Regions from separate parts of the Salmo salar genome. Here region 1 is linked to region 2. Evidence: chromatin contacts called from public Hi-C data. All regions are on one chromosome and are shown on one strand. Each heading gives the region's core, a stretch centred on a gene start, on an enhancer-like site or on the middle of the called end of the contact. The rest is flanking DNA. Distances are from core to core; before and after follow the strand shown.

Evidence for each region. A called contact is a pair of places that touch in the nucleus more often than the background predicts.
Region 1: a contact with region 2 is called in a Hi-C map of gill, with 1.9 times the contacts expected there. The contact joins the promoter of LOC100195319 here to the promoter of LOC106560853 in region 2. A contact is called at or near these places in 2 of 3 Hi-C or Micro-C datasets (blood and gill).

Annotation. Positions count from the first base shown.
Region 1 is chrssa10:87,140,908-87,147,464 of Ssal_v3.1, forward strand. It overlaps LOC100195319 (nucleoporin 93), which reads right to left and starts at 2,624. Exons shown (of 21, transcript NM_001140348.1): 1 at 2,496-2,624; 2 at 1,255-1,441; 3 at 122-239. The coding sequence starts at 1,433. mt2 (metallothionein 2) reads right to left here and starts at 5,500. Exons shown (of 4, transcript NM_001123669.1): 1 at 5,476-5,500; 2 at 5,306-5,371; 3 at 4,596-4,687; 4 at 4,490-4,593. The coding sequence starts at 5,500. The coding sequence ends at 4,596. It overlaps LOC123724457 (a long non-coding RNA gene), which reads left to right and starts at 5,235. Exons shown (of 4, transcript XR_006757016.1): 1 at 5,235-5,412.
Region 2 is chrssa10:86,975,884-86,982,408 of Ssal_v3.1, forward strand. It overlaps LOC106560853 (PSME3-interacting protein), which reads left to right and starts at 3,508. Exons shown (of 9, transcript XR_001318681.2): 1 at 3,508-3,593; 2 at 4,978-5,022; 3 at 6,234-6,367; 4 at 6,513-6,525.

The DNA of each region.
Region 1 (6,557 bases), core at 1,374-3,873, 160 kb after region 2:
GGCTGCCCTTGACTCTGAAAAACACAAAAGCGAAGGTCCTGACATACAACAGGACAGGTGTGGATGAAAAAGTAGCCCAAAAGCTCAAACAGCCCCACAATCGTAAAGAGTGTGTGAATACCTGGATGTCAGTGTCCTTCACTGGCTCTAGAGGTTCAAAGGTTGTGGCAGCACTCAGGCTCTCCAGACGCTGGGAGATGTGGAAGATGTCCAGGCCTCTGGACCCCAGGAGGATGGACCTACAGGGAACAGAGGAAACAGCAAATTACATGTGTTTAGTAGACTATCCTCTAGAGCCCCCATACTCAACGGGCGAACCGAGGTCCGGTTGGGTTTCGACCCCTGGTATCATATAAACACACATAAGACATGGAAAGATTTGAAGAATTGCAGGAAAGTATCTTTAAAACTGCTACATTTTCTCTCCGGCAATAAGAGGGGTGTGAACAGTTTGGGGTCGCATTGGTTGCGAGGTTGGGGTTAGTTACTACGCCAATAAATCAATTTCTATCCGAACCTTCGCCACCTAGGACATTTGTGTGACTGGACCTTCTCAAATAGCACTTGAGAACCCCTGCTCTAGAGGGCATGAAGTTGAATGCAATGCAGAACATAACACAGAGCTACACATCTCTAACATAAGATAGCTCCCATAAACTTGATGTCCCAGAGTACAAATACAGATGACAATGTAAAAAAAAAAGAAGAGATTAAACATCACACAAATAATTGGATATTAAACTGATTATGGCATTAGTCATGTAAACGCCTTACTCTGCTTATCTTAAATAGGCGTATGGTCATAATCAAAGTAAGCATAAGCCGATTAAAAACACCTGATTTTCTGCGCAATCTTTTCGAATTATTAGGACATGATAACAGTTTAATCGGCGTTCCAGTGGTGTATTTGATCTGCACATGTGCCCGCACCAGGCAGCGCAGGCTTCCTCTTATGCACGAGTGAAGTGAGTTCGGAAAAACTGAAAGTATGCATCTTAGAAATAGTAAACATACAAACTTCATATGTCCAAACTCAGAATCAAATAGTCTTCACAAAATAACAAGTCCCATTAGTAGACTGATTTCAGATGTGTCCATGGAAACAGGATTATTAGAGAAATTGTGCTTCTTGCAAAGCATGTAAACGGTTTAATCAACTATTATATTAACCTGACTATGCACAATCATTATTGTGTGCATGTAACGGTGCTCAATAAGAAAATATCAGTGACTGATACCCAAGAGAGAACTTACGCTTTCACGTCAGCAGCGTCTTGTGATGTTCGAGTTAAGGTGCGGGAGCGTAGCCTCTCTCCAGCCTGCTGGATCTCCTGAAGGTTCCTCTCAACATGAGGAAGCTCAGACACGGCCTCAGTCTCTGCTGCAAGCTGCTCTGCCTGCTGCAGGAGTTCTCCAAAGCCCTCCGCTTCCATGGCAACCACTGGGAGTCAACAGACAGGCTGGCTGGATTAAAACAAATATAACTATAGTGGATTAATTGGCCTGCAGTCTTCATGACTCTAGCCTAACTATTAAAAATACTGCCTAGTCAAACCATTACTCTGTTCCAGCTGGCTGATAGGAGTTATTAGATAGGTACGGTTTAGCATAGCACAGAGAACTTGATCAATGAGAGAAGATTTGAAATAGACAATATTGCAGCCTGGATGACTTCATGGAGCAATGTTTTTTATTTTATTTATTTTTTACTTAATTTATTGACATTTTCTAAAACATTTGTCATCTTCTTCCAAGTTGGGCTATTGCCAAGTTAAGGTTGGTCGAACATTCTCTGTAATACACCAAAAAGTACCTAACCTGTAAGTAAGGCTGAGTTAGCCTGTAACAATCTGACTGCTAGCTATCCTAATCCTGGCTGGGAACATGGCATTTAAACAAATCAGTGACTGTCTGCTGTTTAGACCTAATGACTGATTCCAGATATCAATCATTCCAGATACCACAAAACATTCTTGATGAAAACTTGAAAAAAAAGACCGTCTGTATGTAATGTTAGTGTATGTAATGATGTTGTCCAGACCAGGACTGATCACTGGACTGGTTCTATATAATTCAGTGTTTTTTAATCTGTCACGGGCCACACCATGTACAAACTAATCTCATTTGTGTTTGGACCCTTTTCCTCAGTTTTCCGAAAATCGAACCCAACGCGCGACTGCCCCATTAGCACGATTAGCTATTAGGCTAGCTTGCTATCGTAGTGAGCCTCTTACTACGAATAGATTTTGATATCACTGTCTACAAAAACTCAAATACGAATTACACATTTTATGCCATCAACATTTTAAAATAAATCCTTCGTTTACTAACGGTAGACAGGTACAAAGGAAAGCATGTTAGCAAACTGGCTAGAGTCATGCTTGGCAAGGACAGACCGAGTACTGATGAATGGTGCTAGTATCAGCTAGCAGGATAACTACAATAACTAGTATCATTCCTTGCTAGTTATAACGCGTATTAGTTGGGCAACTTACAAGAAGACTAGATAGCAAATGATCCTTTCCCTTGTTCCACAAACTACTAGTTTTTTCTTTCTTTTGGAAACTAGTTATAACAGTTCTTTTGCGATTATCTCATTTCCCCCCCCGTCGTACATACATTTTACCCCGGCACTTCTGAGGTCTACGATGATTGGATGATGCCTCGTTTTCCAAAACGACATTGCGCTTTTTACTTGTGGGCAGCTCTCTGCCGCCACCTGCTGCGCCGGAATGTAATGGAGGTGGTAGATCGAGAAGTCACGCAACCTTGTGCCTATACCGTCATCATGAAGGAGTGGGAGCTCAGCCTCCAACCCAACCCCCCTTTTGGTTGAGTCTGCCTCATCCTCATTAGGGATGGGGACAAAATGATCATGTATTGCAATTGTCATTTTTCAATCCCTTCATGTGCTGGCATAACTGACTTGCCTAGTTAAATAAAGGTTAAATTAATGAATACAATATATGCCTTTTGTATAACCCCTTAAAGTGTGACAGGCCTGCTATGCCTAATTGGCAACTAAACACCCCCAAAATAAACACTCCTCAACCTAATCTATTATTAATCACTAATCTCAAAGCAGTGTTGACATGCAGGTTGAACTGTGTTAGAACAGTTTATTCACCTGTCACTCCACAATGTTAAAATACAATGCGTGCGCATCATTTTCGTGATGTCGGCCAACCCATCTACACATAACAGCCATGGAAAAAGGACAATTAGGCACTTAAACTTATGACAGACCAGTGTAGTATTTAGATTTGCATTGGAGAAGATTAGATACCAGAAGGTAGCAGACACTTGGTCAAGGACAGGTAAGATCTTAGACTTGCAGGAACCACTGAGTCAGGACTGTGACCTTCACCTTGTCCCCACAATTACTCAGCCTACTTGAGTGGCATACTTGTCCCCAGCAGCAATTGGTTCCCATGTGTCTCCCATCCAAATACTTCAAGCCTATTCTAGCCTTCATTGTTAGGGAGACAGTATAGCATATTGTGGATACATTTAGTACTCAGGCCATTTACCATTAAAAAAAGGTTCTGTCTACTTAATGAGGTGGCTGTCCATCCTGGTTTTGTAGACTAGACGTAACAAATACAGGACACAAATTGTTATGATAGGTACCCAAGGAGGGTAACCAGAATCTCAGACAACTAGCATTTTAACTTGATAGCATGTTAGCTAACCCCTTCCCAAACCTAACTCAGCTAACGTTAACCACAAACTGCTTGGAGTAACCCTGGATTGTAAATTGTCATGGTCAAAACAGTGATACAACAGTAGCTAAGATAAGAGAAGTCTGGCCATAAAGCACTGCTCTAACCTTATCAGTAACAAGGCAGGTCCTACCAGCCCTAGTTGTCACAGCTGGACTACTGTTCAGGTGTGGGGTCAGGTGCCACAAATACTTAAGAATTACAATTTGCTCAGAACAGCATGTCAATCGTTCATGGGTCAAAGTGGGAGGTTGACAAGCTGAATGCTCCGAGCTCTGTTAAAACTACTAACACAGCTCAGACACCCATGCACACGCCACAAGGCATGCTAAAAGGTCTTCAATCCCCAAGACTATGGGAGGCACACAGTATTATATAGAACTAGCCCACATCAGGTAATTGATGCAAGCGGTAAGATCAGATTCAAAACTAATAATTCACCTTACGGAACAGCAAGTACTGTGAAGACATGCTAGCACACTGTTTAGTGTTATACATTTTGTATGTGTAATGCTATTTACTGTTTTATGTAAGAGCCTTAGTGTTTGGACCCCAAGAACAGCTAAGGGGGATCTGTTAAGAAATACATTTTGTATTTAGACAAAATGCCAGTACAGAAAAAAAATCTTAAATGGAAACTTATGGTTAACTACGCAAATCCCCCACTTTTAATTTGGGAGGGAATCAAGAAACATGTAGACACTGGAAGGTTAAACATTTGTGTTGTTACCCACCCCCAGTAACACAAATGAAAGGCAAACTTGAATAAGTTAAATGGAATTTATTTTCTTACATTTAAGTACTAAGTCTAGGCTCAAGATGGTACAACCAATTTCATAGGGAATGACTGCATTGTCAGTCATGCACCAGGCCTCACTGACAACAGCTGGTATCACAGGTCTTGCCCTTACACACACAGCCTGAAGCACATTTACTGCAGCCGGAAGGACAGCAGGGGCAGCAACCTGACGGGACAAAAACAATAAATTAGTGATGACCAATGACAGACTATTGCATAACCTATTAATGAGGCTCTAGGATGAGTTGGCAACTTGTCTCCCCAGTCATGGTCAACTTACTCAAAGCAAAGACTTCCTAGTTTGGCGTCCTCTTGAAAAAAAGCCTAATTAGGCTACCAGGTGTTCATAACTAAGTGGGAAAATGGTAATACCATCTTTGAGAAACATTTTCTAATGGCCAACACGCAGTGTCAACCAAGTACAGCCATCATGCTGGTAAACAAAATGAGTGTTAAAAATTATTGTTTTTTATAAAAGTTGTGCAGTTGAATTTCTCTGCCGAAATTGCAGTTAAAGTCATTTCCTTAGGTGACGCCAGTATGAGAGAAGTCGGCGCTCAGGACATAAGTTTCCCCCACTAATTACCAGTTGGGGGGGTTAAGTGGATTTCTCTCCAGTTGTATGTGGTAAATTACCTTCCCACTTGGTTATCACATAGGGTGCACAGCCCGTCCTCTCCATTTAAAGTGCCACCAGACACCATTGAGAAGAGCTTGGGTAAATATACCTACATAGGCAATCTGAAGTGGTATTTAGAATGTAACAACCAACAAAAACTCTTACTTTTCTTACAACTGGTGCATGCGCAGTTGGCGCACTTACAGGATCCACCGCAGTTGCAAGAGCCAGCTACAAATACAAGTTGGGTTAAGAGATGATCAAAATAACAGGTAATTTGTTACGAATAAATAGGACTAAATTCTGATTATATTAATCAATATACATAAACTTACTTTTAGAGCATTCACAAGGATCCATGTTCCAGTTTTTGATCGCGCTTCTTTATTCAAATGAAGTATTTCAGCTTAATTTCACTGATGAGTTGTAAGCTTCAAATTTCTCTTTGGCGAAGCACCGTTTTTATAGCGTCAGGACAGACGGGTGCCGTGTGCAAAACAGTCTCGCGTTCAGACGATCAGGGTTTGCACCCGGGTTATTTCATTATACTGCGCGAAAATAATCAAGGAAGAGTTTCCTATTGTTTCCAAATTCAAAAGCCTGTTACATAAATCTGATTACCACGTTGATCGATTAATTAAGGCTACACCCTTATTTAACTATACAAACATTTATTGGGATCTTTTTTGTTTTTAGGAATACCTTCAATAACCCCCAGGGTCTGGAGAGTTGTAATCAATCAAGCAATTATATTGTTATTTTACAGGCACGATCTAATTGTAATGTTCAAATACATGATGATTTCAATTGTTATATACTATAATCTAATCTAGACATATGCCTAAAGATTAGAATGCGAAAAGTTAATATAATTATATTACTTGTCGGGAAGAATTTGAATATGCCTAGTGTATATGGAAAATATATTAAAACGACGATTTACAAATCACTACATTGTTGACTGGTTTTAGGTTGGACAGTCATCGTTACCGTGCACAATGCACACGGTACGCAAATTATTAAACGGTTCAGTTGTCACTTTTTCGGGAGTGGTGTTGTCATTGGTGCTGTGTTGAGAGCTTCCAGTCCCGTGCTTCCTTTATCTGCACACGAGCTGTGCCCATGAGCAACATTCGGATGTGAATGAATCACTTTGCGCATGTCGACTGAGTGTTAGTATTTTCTAGAATATCTTGCCTGAGTAAATGAGCTGTGTCATACCACAAGCATTGTGCGACGTGGTAAGAATAGTCACCGTCAGCAGCCAGTCTTACAATTAATTACAAATGACAGTTAAGAAAACAAAAACAATGATGCATTCAGAACTATTCTACAAACCTCATAAATACTTTCATCTTTCATCATGTAAATATATATAAAACAAATGTACCCTAATAAGAATCAGGATCAATACAGA
Region 2 (6,525 bases), core at 2,258-4,757:
ATTCATCAAATAGCCACCCTTTGCCTTGATGACAGCTTTGCACACTCTTGGCATTCTCTCAACCAGCTTCATGAATTAGTCACCTGGAATGCATTTCAATTAACAGGTGTGCATTCTTAAAAGTTAATTTGTGGAATTCCTTTCCTTCTAAATGCGTTTGAGCCAATCAGTTGTGTTGTGACAAGGTAGGGGTGGTATACAGAAGATATCCCTATTTGGTAAATGACCAAGTACATATTATGGCAAAAACAGCTCAAATAAGCAAAGAGAAACGACAGTCCATCATTACTTTAAGACATGAAGGTCAGTCAATACGAAACATTTCAAGAACTTTGAAAGTTTCAAGTGAAGTCACAAAAACAATCAAACGCTATGATGACACTGGCTCTCATGAGGACCACCACAGGAATGGAAGACCCAGAGTTACCTCTGCTACAGAGGATAAGTTCTGCTTCACAGAGTTCAAGTAACAGACACATCTAAACATCAACTGTTCAGAGGAGACTGCGTGAATCAGGCCGTCATGGTCAAATTGCTTTACACAAACCACTACTAAAGGACACCAATACGAAGAAGAGACTTGCTTGGGCCAAGAAACTCTAGCAATGGACATTAGACTGGTGGAAATTTGTCCTTTGGTCTGGAGTCCAAATTGGAGATTTTTGGTTCCAACCGCTGTGTCTTTGTGAGATGCGGTGTGGGTGAACAGATGATCTCTGCATGTGTGGTTCCCACAATAAAGCATGGAGGAGGAGGTGTTATGGTGTGGGGGTGCTTTGCTGGTGACACTGTCTGTGATTTATTTAGAATTCAAGGCACACTTAACCAGCATGGCTACCACAGCATTGTGCAGCGACACACCATCCCATCTGGTTTGGGCTTAGTGGGACTATCATTTGTATTTCAACAGGACAATGGCCCAACACACCTCCAGGCTGTGTAAGGGCTATTTTACCAAGAAGGAGAGTGGAGTGCTGCATCAGATGACCTGGCCTCCACAATACCCCGACCTCAACCAAATTGAGATGGTTTGGGATGAGTCGGACCGCTGAGTGAAGGAGAAGAAGCCAACAACGGCTCAGCATATGTGGGAACTCCTTTAAGACTGTTGGAAAATCATTCCAGGTGAAGCTGGTTGAGAGAATGCCAAGAGTGTGCAAAGCTGCCATCAAGACAAAGGGTGGCTACTTTGAAGAATCTCAAATCTCAAATATATTTTGATTTGTTTAACACTTTTTTTGGTTACTTATGTGTTATTTCATAGTTTTGACGCCTTCACTACTATTCTACAATGTAGAAAATTGTCAAATAAAGAAAAACCCTTGAATGAGTAGGTGTTCTAAAACTTTGGACTGGTAGTGTACATTCAGGAGTTTTGTGTATTAATTTGTAGCAGGCAGACTTTTCTGTCTCACTGTTCAAGTGCCCCTTCAGAGACTGGCTACATGCCTGCCGAGGCCAAGTGTCAAGCAGATCCTACGGCAGTACACACCTGCTCGTAATTCCACAGGCCAGGAGTCCTTGGCCTGTAAATAAGAATTTGTTCTTAATTAACTTTCCTAGTTAAATAAAGGTTAAATAAATAAATCAAATAAAAATGTGCATAGGTAGAGAATAGGCAAGTTTTGTTTATATCTTTCAGTCCTGGACTCCTGGGCTGCGGAATTGAGAGCAGATGTGTACTGTGGCAGGATCTGCTTGACACTTGTCCTCGGCAGGCAGGTAACCAGTCTCTGAAGGGGAACTTAAACAGTGAGACAGAAAAGTCTGCCTGCTACAAGCTCTCAAAGTCTCACATCAGAATTAGACGTTCATCCATGTTTCTCAAACGTCACATTTCGACATGGATGGAAGTCAAATACTGACTTGTATCACGGGTGACCTGCCTGGAAGTCAAGGCACAGTTTCTCTCTTCATTAAGTGAGGGCAGTGATAGTGAAATCAGATCATTGTTGATCCAGGATATTCCATGCTGAGGATGATTCATCAAGCTCGCTTCTGGATGAGCTCAAGTTGGTCAGAAAGGGCTTGAGTTAAGTGGCCCCAATAATGGACTAAAAGCCTAACCTTACTCCTTACACGTTCTGTTTAGAGGTGAATTGGCTTTGGCAAACAAAACAGCCAAATACTCCATCTAAATGTGAATTGATTCTCAATTGCGGTACGGTTCTAGAAACATAAAGCTCTCTATTTTCATATCACATAAAAACGATTTTAAAAATGCTAAATATACTGTACAGTGTTTTAACTGGTTTTAACACAGTTGCAGCCAACAGTATTTTTCAGTGACAACACGTTTGTGGCGTCCGTCTTCCGTTTACACACAGTTGTTCGGAGACGCAGATAGCTAATTAGCACAGGTACGCCTCTGTCTTTTGTCTGTTTTCCATGAACAAGTGCTGTAACATGGAAATATGGCTGTGTGGGAACCCTATAAAGGTGTGTCGTAATTAAACTTTTTTTTATTACTATTTCTCTCTGATATAAAAGATACCTTCCTTATGTTTCCAAAACCATACCGCAAGCGATGCGTTTTAACGTTCGTAAAACAAGTGTCGGGGCTCTTAACAAAACTCCCCCGGTCCGAAGATACTATCGCCAATAGCCGCTAAAAGGTAGTTAGCGTCTATGAATGGGTTAGAGTTAAGTGGATCTGAAAATATAAAACATTTCAAATGGGAATTCTAATGGGTGTATCATGGATAAGGCATATCTGTGACTTTGCTACAAGTGATTTTAGCTCTGTTATGTTAGTAGGCTACAAGGTTGCATAAGAGTGAGAAATATCTTAGGCCTTTTCATGTTTTTTACATAAAATCCAGAATTATTTTTACATAAAATGTCAAAATGTAATTGTTGTGGGGGAAAAAAACACATTTGGTTTAAGATCTCTAGATTTCTAATTTGAAATAAAAATGTACTTTTTCTGAACACCAGTTTCTGCTGATTGCACTTTTAAGACGGTCCCTTAGCCGCAAACGCGTAATATTCACCCATTGAAACCAACATAAAGTCACCTTTTTGAAACCGAGTTGATTTAATAAACGTTGTGCCTTGCTCTCTATCGTCATCTTATTCTAGATGTATCACTCTTATCATCACAAAACTTTCCGTCGAAGAGACTGACGAGCAAAATCCGAATATCTAAACTGAAAACAAAAATATGGCGGTAATTGGATGGAGTGGTGGTGATGATGTCAATGGAAGTTTTCTCAATAATCCATAATCGTTCTACAACCAGTAAATTATAGATTTAGAATTTAGGATTTCTAATCTGCAGTTGCAAATTAGATTGTTATACAGTTATCCGAAAATGTTTAAATGAAGTATGTGCGAGAATCCAACCAGAGCCATTCAGCTGTAGCTCAGTAAATAAGCATAGTTATTGCCTGATAATGTATAACATTATGGCTCGGTTACTAGATTTACAAAAATAATCTTCCACACAATTTTGAAGACACAGTGGAAGTTAATACGTATTTATTTACACAGATTGCAACAATTATTCAGGCCGATGCACAAATGGGAACTATATTGTTTCTTCACAAATTATGCGGAACCTATTTACTGGGACACGTGGCTCCGTGGATTGGGTAAAAGTGTCCTAGCTAGCTGTGTTGTTGTTGTTAAATATTACATTTGTAATCCAAAATGTACGATCATTGATTCATATATGAACAATTGTAATCATTTTTGAACGCAGATATATATTTACATTATAGAAGCGGTATTTAACCATTATTTCGCAACGAGCTGCGTGCTAGCGGTGTTGTTGGCAATGAACTAGTTTTCTAGCGAGACAGCTACAGTAGCGAGCTAGACAGCTCGCAGCTACACAATGTATTTAGCAAGATAGCTGTCTTAGCTAGCTAAGTTTATCCTCTAAATTTCTATTCGAAATCCGTTCTTATTGGTTAGCTAATCAATCTTATAAGCCCGTAGCTAATAGACTGATCAGCTAGAGTGTGGAACCTAGCCGATTTAAATTCAACTCCCAAGATTTACGATGGAGTTGTGCGGCGACTATTGTGGGCAGACTGGAGCTACGACGTAACGTAAAATTCAGTTTGATAAAAAACGACTGATTTCAGCACCCCAAAAAATTGTCCAGTTACACACGACATTGATCTGTGTAATTGCGTGCTATTCTCTGGATGCTGAAATCAGTCGTTTTTGATAAAAACTTCAAGTTGTGACGTTGGATCACTAGTCCGCCCACATAAACGCCGCTCAGCTATCTTAAATCGTTGAGTTTTGTTGGATAGAAAAAACCTAGTCAGCAGGTATCCAATAATATGTAGGCCTAACTAATAGTTTGGTAGGTTCCCCCATAGATAGCAACTACCTATCTGGAAACGTAAATTACTAAAATGGAATATCAACCTTAAAGACAACCCTTACTTCACTTGGTAGAAGCTAGCTCAAATATAATGACAGCTAGCGTGCAGAAGACCAGGGTTTCCGAAACTGCACGTTTTGGTTTTTGCCCTGGCACTACACAGCTGGTTAAAATAATCAAAGCTTGACGATGAGTTAGTTATTTGAATCAGCTGTGTAGTACTAGGGCAAAAACCAAAATGTCCACCCAGGGGGTTCTAGGACCGAGTTTGGGAAACCATACAGTAGATGGCTACACTACACATTTCTTGAGTCGACCACTAGAGGGAGGCATAGCCTCATAAATTATAAATAGGTGATAACCAATGATTGTTTCCAACCATGGTAACAGATTTGGTCCTTGGACCCCCTGGGTGGACATTTTGTTTTTTGCCCTAGTACTACACAACTGATTCAAATAACTAACTCATCATCAAGCTTTGATTATTTGAACCAGCTGTGTAGTGCTAGGGCAAAAAACAAAACATGCACTGAGTTTGAGAAACCTTGGTCTACTCTATGTACTCTAATTGTTAATCTTATGTCTACATTTTTCCTTTAAGCACACTGTTCTGAATTATTTTATTATCTATCCAACAGATGTTTTCTTGACCTGGTGTCTGTGGTCTACTTGATTGAGTTGAGGCAAGTAAAGTAAAGTAAGTTCTCAATCTCCACTGTATACCTCTATTTTCATGGATCCAAAAATTATCAGTTTGATTAACTTTAAAAGGGAAATCTGCAGTTGTTACATTTTTTTGACTCGTCATTTAATGACATGTACCCATTCATTCTTGAAGAATATAACTTATAAATGCCATGTGCATCGTTCAACAGTCTTAACCCATCAGAATCCAGCAGCATACCACCCTGCATCCCACTGCTGCCTTGCCTCTGAAGCTAATAAGCAGGGTTGGTCCTGGTCAGTCCTTGGATGGGAGACCAGATGTTGCTGGAAGTGGTGTTGGAAGGCCAGTAGGCAGTCTTTCCTCTGGTCTAAAATTAAATATTCCCATGCCCCAGGGCAGTGATTGGGGACATTGCCCTGTGTAGGGTGCCATCTTTTGGGTGGGACGTTAAATGGGTGTCCTGACTCTGCGGTCAGTAAAGATCCCATGGCACTTATCATAAGAGTAGAGGTGTTAACGGCAGTGTCCTGGCTAAATTCCCAATCTGACTATCATGGCCACCTAATCATTGCTAGCTTCCAATTGGGTCATTCATCTCCCCTGTAACTATTCCCCAGGTAGATGCTGTAAATTAGAATGTGTTCTCAGTCAACTTGCCTGGTAAAATAAAGAATCCTAAATATAACCTTGTTTTATTCCAATGTTTGTAAATGTAAACAAATACCAAATAGCCTCAAAACATGTTTAAAACTCTAATTTTGATATCATGGTTGTCTGTGCCATAGCTCGGTCTATGAATTTGAGAGTGGTTGTCTGTGCCATAGCTCGGTCTATGAATTTGAGAGTGGCTGTCTGTGCCATAGCTCGGTCTATGAATTTGAGAGTGGTTGTCTGTGCCATAGCTCGGTCTATGAATTTGAGAGTGGTTGTCTGTGCCATAGCTCGGTCTATGAATTTGAGAGTGGTTGTCTGTGCCATAGCTCGGTCTATGAATTTGAGAGTGGTTGTCTGTGCCATAGCTCGGTCTATGAATTTGAGAGTGGTTGCATTTCTCCAGCCCCATCCCTCAGCTTTTTGCTGAAACAGGGGCAGGGAATGCTTTTATCATTTAAACTGCTGATTTCCCCTCTAACAACTCTTTGCTATTACAGATGTATAACGTGTTTTCCGTTAGTCTATTGTGGATGCTACTGTTTGAGCTCAGGTTTGTGCATGTACCTTTTCAAGGTGTGAGATGGCAGTGCCAGCGGCCGGGGGTGTAGACCTCAGTCGGAAATTTGTGTCAGAGACCGAGATCGAGGAGAAAAGGAAGCAAAGACAGGAGGAATGGGAAAAAGTTAGGAAGCCAGAGGACCCAGAGAGTAAGCCATCTGCCACTAACTCCACTCTACTTCCCAAAATGTACACAGACACAAGCAATATCTTTCTTCATGCCTGTACACTTGTCTCCTCTAAGCATCTGCATAGCTTTAGTTTCTGTGTGTTTGTGCTGTCTCCCTAACACAGAGGCTCCTGAGGA